2 separate regions of the Mus musculus genome follow, and region 2 is linked to region 1. Evidence: chromatin contacts called from public HiCAR-type data. All regions are on one chromosome and are shown on one strand. Each heading gives the region's core, a stretch centred on a gene start, on an enhancer-like site or on the middle of the called end of the contact. The rest is flanking DNA. Distances are from core to core; before and after follow the strand shown. Region 1 overlaps Fnbp1 (formin binding protein 1). Region 2 overlaps Fnbp1 (formin binding protein 1).

The links. HiCAR-type assays count read pairs that join an accessible place to other places.
Region 2: a contact with region 1 is called in a HiCAR-type map of kidney, with 2.4 times the contacts expected there. The contact joins two enhancer-like sites. A contact is called at or near these places in 1 of 39 promoter capture datasets (macrophages), 3 of 15 datasets of contacts at CTCF or cohesin (CD8 T cells, the G1E-ER4 cell line and large pre-B cells), 14 of 484 Hi-C or Micro-C datasets (the 63-12 cell line, B cells, the Ba/F3 cell line and 10 more), 10 of 115 datasets of contacts at active chromatin or transcription factors (CD8 T cells, the HPC-7 cell line, bone marrow-derived macrophages and 6 more) and 5 of 9 other capture datasets (adipose tissue, bone marrow-derived macrophages, liver and 2 more).

Annotation. Positions count from the first base shown.
Region 1 is chr2:31,023,474-31,027,466 of GRCm38.p6, forward strand. Fnbp1 (formin binding protein 1) reads right to left here. Exons shown (of 17, transcript NM_001177648.1): 17 at 2,733-3,993. Among named protein-coding and RNA genes, the nearest start is that of Gm39786, 29 kb to the left of the region's middle. Within about 2 kb of position 2,283, at least 62 of the 459 cell types and tissues checked have an H3K27ac peak or open chromatin away from gene starts, as enhancers often do. A contact at or near this core is called in kidney, where this site is marked.
Region 2 is chr2:31,097,970-31,102,541 of GRCm38.p6, forward strand. The region is part of intron 2 of Fnbp1 (formin binding protein 1); the gene reads right to left. Among named protein-coding and RNA genes, the nearest start is that of Fnbp1, 42 kb to the right of the region's middle. Within about 2 kb of position 1,287, at least 1 of the 459 cell types and tissues checked has an H3K27ac peak or open chromatin away from gene starts, as enhancers often do. A contact at or near this core is called in kidney, where this site is marked.

The DNA.
Region 1 (3,993 bases), core at 1,033-3,532:
GGAGTTATTTCAGGGGCTTGGTAACTGTGGGAAAATGAGCAAGCTAGAAATGACCCTGATTTGCCTCAACATATACCTGTAGTTTTCTTGAAATAAATACTCAGCTCTTAAGATGCTCTGGTGAACCTATCTAGCAACTCAACTAGTCGGTAGCTATTTACCCAAGCTGAGACACAGAAGAAGTTCCTGGGGCCTGGGAGGTGGGACCAGTTTCCAGCCCTACGGCAGGTTCTTTGAGGAGGAGTCTGGGAAGGACGGTGCCTCTCTGTGGAAGCAGGTGACCATCCATCACTGCAGAGCAGGTGGCTGGCCCTTGGGGACCCATGCAATTTCTAATTGTCTACGGTTCTGTCCACAAAGTTGCATGGACTGCAAGCGCGTACTTTCTGTCCATGTTCTGCTTTAGATCCAAGGCAAAGACAACCATCCTGAGTCTACCTAATTCTGAGCCAGAAATCAGTAGAATTTTAGCATCAGGCTTCCTCTCTCTCCGGGACCAGGAGAATGGAGCAGAGAAAATTGGTATAGATGCACCAGTACCAACCTGGACCCTGAAAATAGAGCAGCTAACCTTGAGGTCCTCACATGGAGAGGTGTGTGTGTGTGTGTGTGTGTGTGTGTGTGTGTGTGTGTGTGTGTGAGGCCGCACAGACTGGTGCTGTCCCTTTCTGGGGCACTGTCCAGCAGGACACTGCAGGACTGGAAATATCCTTCCTGCCTGCCTGGTTCTAAGGACAAAGGCAGTTTGTCCCTAGTTGATGTCACTAAAAACCAACTGGACAGGGACGAGTATGTTCCAGATGGAGTCTAATGGGTACCTTATATGACACCGAGGGGCTACTGGGCGCTGGTTGGTTGTCTTCCCATATTTGGACACCAGAGGGAAGGACTGCAGGGACTAGGGAAATGAGGATTCTTTTTGAGTGATGGGCAGAGTCAGGAGACATCTATCCCTCCAAGCTTAGTCTACCTTTTAATTTTTTTGCAGAAACAGGGTTCTGCTATGTAGCCCAGGCTGGCCTGGAACTCCTGAAAACCCAGGTTACAGCTGCCACATTCACTGCCCAGCCACCACCTACTTTCTCAGAACACAGTGCTCATGTTTGATAGCAGCAATTTGAGAGTCCTTTCTTTTGATTCTCTGATTTGGGAGCCACAAAGACTCTGCTGCCTCCATCCCCTGAGCCATTCTACTGCCCAGCAGCAGCAGTTAAGAGTGTGACTTGGGGTCTCACAAAGCTGATACTGGAGGGGAAGAGGGGAGATGAGGGATTTCCCAGCCCCTTAGGCTTCCTCCATAGTCACTTAGGGATGCTACTTCAGTTCTGCTTTCTTCCACTAGGGGTCGACATTCTCTCACCAAGGCGCCTGGGGCCTGGGTGTGGCCAGGGCAAGGGGGCGCTGAGGGTGCCTGGGCCAGTTGGTATTTCCAGAATATTTGGAGCTGGTATTTGGAGAAACCCAGCCCAAGAGCATGTGACTGTTCTGATCTTGTGAATTAAGAACGTCTCTGCAACCCCAGTACCAGGATAGCAATTACAGCCCACTCCCTGGTTTGGAGCCATGTCACCTGCTTTGTTAAGAGTGTCAGAGCCAAAGAGATACCTGGTTCAGATCTAAAGTCCTTTCTGAAGGAACAACCAAGTCTTCAAAGAACATTCTGGAAATGGCTTTCCAAAATTAATCTTTTGCTAGCAACAGTCACCTGGTACTCTCCAGCACATTGTCCCTATGATGAATGGTAATTTATTAGCCCAGACCAGCCTTGAACTGGCCCTGGCCCTCCTGTGTCTACCTCCTGAGTATTACAGTCTTTCAAAGCCAGCTGTGGGACCTTGCTCTCCAACAGGCAAGCCAGTGGGTATCAGGCATGTGCCACCCACCCGCTTTAAGACAGGGTCTGACTATGTAGTCCTAGCTGGCCTGAAACTCACCATGTAGTCACGCTGGCCTGGAATTCACAGAGATCCTCCTGTCTCTGCCTTCTGAGTGCTGAAATTGAGGGTGTGTGCCAACACTCCAGGCCTGCATGTGGTCCTTTAGACTCAAAGAGTGCTGACCTGGTTTACAGATCTAGCCTAGTCATCGGGAAGAGGGGCATAAGTGGACCGTGACCATGTCCTCCTTGCTTAAACTCCCCCCACACACATTGGCATCCCTGAGGGCAGAGGCCAACCAGCTGGAGGAGGAGGGGCAAAAAAGGAAATGCTCACTTGCCAAGGAGTCACCCCCATCAGAACTACTTCCCCCACATGCCTGCCATTCCTGGACACAATGTGTCACTGTGATAGGACGTGGAAGTGACATTTATAGATGAGGAGGTCCCTAGCCTTTCCCTGGGTACAGTGACTCCTCTTGAGTTTACATAGTGATAGAGAAGACCAGAGGCCAGCCATCAGCCTTGGGAGCTTCTGTGACTAGAATCCTTCCCTCCCTGAGTGTGTATGTGTGTGTGTGCAATTTTTTATGGGTGTGTTTCATCAACTTACACATATAGGAGACCAGATCACTATCATTGGGTATTGCTCTCTGTCACTTTCTTAAGTTGTTTGAGGCAGGTCACACTGTGTAACCTTGGGTGTCCTGGCTGTCCTTGAACTCACAGAACTCTACCTGCTTCTGCCACCCCCTAGTGTTGAGGGTTCAGGCAGGCGCCTGCTGTGCTCAGCTTTTTACCCACTAAGCCATCTCCCCAGGCCCAGCGTCATTTCTTCATACAACAGAGAACCAGGTACACTAGAAGTTATACTTTATTTAACATTGAAAGGACTAACATTTAATTACATGGGTAAGAGTGCTCTCTACTGAAAGCACTTTGTTTGGTTTTAATTCCACCTCCAGAGTCACAGGCAAGACCAAGACCTGACAGCTCTGAGGGCCTTCCCAACAGTGCCCTGCCCTCAAGGCTTAGAATTAGCACGCACACACACACACACACACACACACACACACGCACACACACACACACACACATACAGAGGCACACACACACATACACGAACTTGCACACGCATGATTTAAAAGGTGCTTGATGTCAGGTTAAAAGAGAAGTTGGGGCCAGTATTAGAGACATTTTGGATGTTATACAGACACAAAATCAAAAGGAATCACAAAACGGCAATTTCTGGGAAAAATACTGGCAGGAACGGAACTTTTTTTTTTTAACTTCATGTGGACATTCTACGTTCACTACAGATGCCACCAGAAGGCATTAATGGCCTCCCTGTGTGTTGTTTGGGCTGGGGCCCTGGATAAGCATGCTCAGCCTAGAGGGAGGGGCCATTGCAGCTTCACGTCCTGCATAGAAAAAAAAAAAGCGGTAAATGTCACGTTCCTTTTATTTCCATCTCTAAGTCATCTGCAGGGCAGGTTCTTTTACAGTGAGTCATTCTTGTCTCAGCACACTAGCAGCTAGGGGTGACAGGCAGTGGGTCCTGGGGACAGGGAGTGTAGAGCTTCTGGGGAAATCCTGCATTCCCTTCCCCCCAGAGCCAGTACAGTTCCACAGGATGTCCACGGCAGACCGACTTTCTCAGAGAACGGCCTGAAGACGCTCATCCACCATCCTTTCTGGATGTAAGGTAGTACAGGAAATTAAAAAAGAAGTGAGGGGACACAGGGACAGGCGCAGGCTTTAAAGGTCATCTGAAGAAGACTGGCAGCCTCTCCATTTTACCTTTGTGGCAAGTCTTTCCTTGTCCTTCATGCATTAATGAGATCTGTGAACAGACCCATAAAAAACACTCTGGAGGGGGCTGTGGTCAGCCCAACTTGCTGAAAGTCAGAGGTTCTGGAGTTAGATGCCTGGTAACCTGCTGGAGCGAAACTGCCTGGGCCACAGGTCAGACTAACTGTGTCAGCGCTGAGACCCTGACTCTTAGGTACCAGACTTCCATACTGTCCCCTAGGTCTTCCTCATGTGAGTCCTGAACAGCCTCACAGGGGTCCCAGAGGGCAGAGGGCAGTGTGCCGGGCTTGGCCTTACGGGGAGGA
Region 2 (4,572 bases), core at 37-2,536, 74 kb after region 1:
CTCTTAACTGCTGAGCCATCTCTCCAGCCCCCCACATTTGCTTTTTAGCCTCTAGTCCTGGACATGAGGTAATTTAAATGTTAAATGGACCAGAAGGAAGTGGAGCCTGACTAGATGTGGCAAATGTTACTTTATAAGAGCTGGCAAGAGGGATCTGTGGATAAAGGTTAGTCCCTAGGGCCTAGCCCAATAACATGAGTCTGATCCCTAGAACCTTCACTGTCATAAGAGAGAACTGACTTCCACTGGATGACCTCTGACCTCCACATGCACACTGTAGCTGCCCACAAAAAAAAAACCTAATTAATTAATTAAAAATGAAATAAAATTTAAAGGCTTATTCAGTGTGGTCTAGACTGGCCTAGAATTTGTGGTGATCCTCCTGCCTCAACCTCCTGAGTGCCTGAGGTACTCTTTTCTTAGAATTCAGTAGCTAGTCAGCTGGCCTCAAATCCAGAGATCTCACTGCTGGAACTAAAGATGTGCGCCACTGGGGCTGGCGAGATGGCTCAGTGGGTAAGAGCACCCGACTGCTCTTCCAAAGGTCCGAAGTTCAAATCCCAGCAACCACATGGTGGCTAACAACCACCTGTAATGAGACCTGATGCCCTCTTCTGGAGTGTCTGAAGACAGCTACAGTGTACTTACATATAATAAATAAATAAATCTTTAAAAAAAAAAAAAAAAAAAAAAAAAAAGATGTGCGCTACCATGCCCCAGTGAAGTGTGTGGTGTGGTCATACCCAAGCCTCGACAAACACACGCAGAGACTAGAGGCCAGCAAGTGCCCTCTTCTCCCGCTCTCTGCCTTGTTTCCTGGAGACAGAATTCAGGGCCCGGCTGGCAGCCAGCAAGCCCCGGTGACCTTCGAGTCTCCAGTCCTTGCAGCTCTGGAATTATCGATGTAAACGGTCACGATCAGCTATTTCTGTGGGTGCTAGGGATTTGAACTCATATCCTCATGCTTGGCCAACAGGCACGCTTATCTACTGAGGCATCCCCAAAGCCCCTAGTCCAAGGTTCTTTCTCTATAAACCCTTCCAAACCTCTTGCCTTGGGATAGGCTTTCCAGCCTTGTATTAAGTTTTGGTTTTTTTTTTGTTTTTTTGTTTTAAAAAACACGCCCTCAGAACACTGCCTTTACGTTTTCTGGATCTGCTGAGGAACCCAGTGTGTTCCTATACTCATCCAGCTCTTTGGGTAGACGAACAAGTGGAGAGGAAAACATGAGTTCCCGAGGCTGCTGGCTCTGATCTGGCCGACCCTGTGATCCACAGGGACTTTTACAGCAGATACTTGGGCCCTTTTCCAGGTGCCCTGAACCAGAACGTCTAGGGTGGAGCCTAGGAATGTTTGGATCTGTTCTTTTATTTTTCTGAACAGTTACCACGAGACATCTGAATCAGGGTGGCAGAAGGTGGAGGGTGCTCGCCCAGCAAATGGAAGGCACCAGAGAGAAGGGGACCAGGAATCTGCCCAGAGCACAGTCCTGAAATCCCAGCTACTAATGAGGCTGAGGCTGGTAGATCCTGAGTTCAAAGCCCGTCTGGACTATGGAATCAGCCCAAAGCCAGCTGGGGCTTTTATGCTTAAAAATAAATAAATAAATAAAAATAAAAAAATCATATATATGAATACACAGAGAGAGAGAGAGAGAGAGACAGAGACAGAGAGAGACAGAGAGGGGGAGGTGGGAAAGTTTGCATTATCAGACAATAAACAAATGAAGCAAGATGCTCACCTCAGTCTATACACCTTGGAAAGATGTTCCTGAGAACAGCAGAGATGGAGGATGTTGGAGGCAACTTAGAATGGACACAAGAGGAAATAAGGCCACTGCCCTGAGCCAGTTCAGACAGAAGCAAACTGAACAGAGAGGACACACTCAAGAAAAAAGCAACCGGCTCTGGGGCCGACCTGTTGGTTTTGCTCCCTCTGGAGGCTGGACACAGCTGCCTCTGAGAATCCGCTGGGGAAGAGGTCCAACTTAGGGATTCAGAGCAATTGTCTGTCCCGAAACTCCTAGCGCTTTGGGCCGTGGCAGGGTCATTCAGGAGAAGAGGCATGCTCCCATGGGATCCCTACGTTTGTGAGGGTTTCCCCATGTTTGAAGCTTGAGACCACAGGCAAGCCCACGCTTTGCCCAGGTCCTCGGAGTCCACAGATGGGAAGGGACAACATGTGGTGAATGTGCTAGCGTCACTGCGCAATGAGAATGCTGGGGTCAGCCAGAAGACTTCCAACGTTCTCCCCTTTGGGCCTTGCGGCCAGCAATCCGCAGTTTCCAGCGAGGTTTAGCTGAGGAGGGAGGATACACCCTGTATGGGTCGGCACCATCCCACGGGCTGGGGTCTCAGACCGCATGAGGAGGAGGAAGTGTGTAGAAGTCACCTCTTTGCTTCCTGACCACCCTCACTGTGGAAGCAGCTACCTCAAGCTCCAGCCACTGTGATGGACTGTGTCCCCCTAAAACTGCAAGCCAGAGCAAACCCTTCTTTGTTTACTACGCTGGTATTTGGTCAGCGGGGTGAGAAAAGTAACTCACCAACTTTAAAAGGCAAAAAATTCCCACCATTTACATTTTACAGTTGTTCCCAGGGTACAACGTGCCCCAAATCGTATAGCTGTGAAGTGAAGCGGGCACAGGGTCGCCCCCTGCACTGGCAGTTAGTTCATCAGACTGCCCCAGGTCAAACACACCCAATGTGAAGAGATTTGTCAAGCACTGTCAGAAGCCCGGGGGGGGGGGGTGGGGTGGGGGGGGGTGGGGGGGGTGGGGGGGGGTGGGGGGGGGTGAGGACGATGATGACAAGGACAAGGGAGAGGGACAAGGACACGGAGAGAAGAAGGGAAAACCCAGCCTGGAGAAAAATGAAAACACACAAGAAAAATAAACAACTCACACTCCCAAGAGTATTTCACATTAGAGACGAACTAAAACACAAACCAGAATGGCAGAAAAGCCCGAGACAGACAGACAAGACCTGCAATGTCAGACTCAGAAAACGAACTCTGGGCAAAAAACCCCACAGCGGTGGCCATAGAATAAACACACTCGGCTTTATCTAGTTTAACAAGAAAGGAGCAAGATAACCACAGCGCCAAGACAGGGACATCAAAGAGCATGCTCAGCATCCAGGCGGCGCGTGGACGCATGTACCATCACACTGCACGGAGTTATTCAGAAAAGGCAAAGCTGTCCACCAGGAAAATGTTCTGACTGGCCCCAGCCTTCCCACGGAGGCCATGTAGGGATCCTGTGTAAAGGAAAAAGGCCTGGCCAGGGAAGAGCCCAGGCACTCGAGACTCTTAGGCATCCTCCCTGGGAAGAACTTTGGAAATCTAATCAGAAGGAAATGGGGAGTGGCCAAGGAACTAAAGTGGTTGCTTCATAGAAAGCCAGCAGAGGTGGGACAGCACGCAGGCGCAACTGGCAATGATCTGGGCAAGAGACAACGGTGTCCTGGACCCAGAGGTAGCACACAGCCAACCAGAAGTGGCTGGATCCTGGGTCAGTATAGACAGTGGAGTGGATGGTGTGTCCTGATGGGTTGGTGAGGAGAGCCCTGGGGCTCCTGTCCTAAGGATGAGAGGGCCACACACTCCCAGGAGAGATGGAAAGGTCAGGGGTCAGGCAGGTGTGGATGCAGGAAGGCATTGTTTAGAAATCCTTATGAGTTTAGGTAAGCTGTTTCTGGAGTCTGGGAGAGGAGCAGTTGGAGAGCTAAGTCTGGGGGTGAGTGATTGCTCCATCCACAGGCACTACACACAGTCACAGCTGGGGTCAAGGAGAGAGCGCAGACTGAGACAGGAAAGAAACGAACTGACCGCTGGACGCAAGGATAAAATCTGCGAGGTGGGAGGAACCCAAGAGACTGTCATTTGGTCTCCAGGGGAGAAGGATGCTTCCAAGGAGGACAAAGGACTGCTCTCATGTCCACTATAGTCACAGACAGACCTCCACCGCACCTGGACTGAGGCACCAGGAGGAAGCACAAGAGAAACAAAGACACAAAACTAAGAAAGTCCAACGGACCCATGGCTGGCTCTCCTTCCACTTCAAACTCACAGAGATCCACCTAACTCTGCCTCCCAAATGAGCCAGACATGTAACTCATCTTCATGAATGGCAACAGATTGGGACTAACTGGTATAGCAGCCATTTGCGAGTGAGACCCAGCCTCTTGCAGAACTCGAGGGATTGATCTAGACCCAGACAGTAGAGAACATACTTTCTTGGTTGGTTTCTGTAGGCCAGCTACTCAATGTAAACAGAATGTGTCAGCTGGTGCCACAGCTGAGGCTAACTTTGAACTTCTGATTCTCCTGCCTCCACCTCCAGGTGCTTCTGTGATGTACCCTATCCGAGTTTATGTAGTGCTGGGGACGGAGCCCAGAGCCCCATGGGACATAGACAAGCCTTTCCTAGCCAACTCGGGCCCCAGTCCTCTATCAACAATTTTAAAATATCTTATGTCCCACATAATTTCTCAGATCTTAAAGGGTAAGGAAAGAGCATGCGCTCGCTCTCTGCGGGACAGAGAACAGAATACAGACGCATGCCTTATTCCT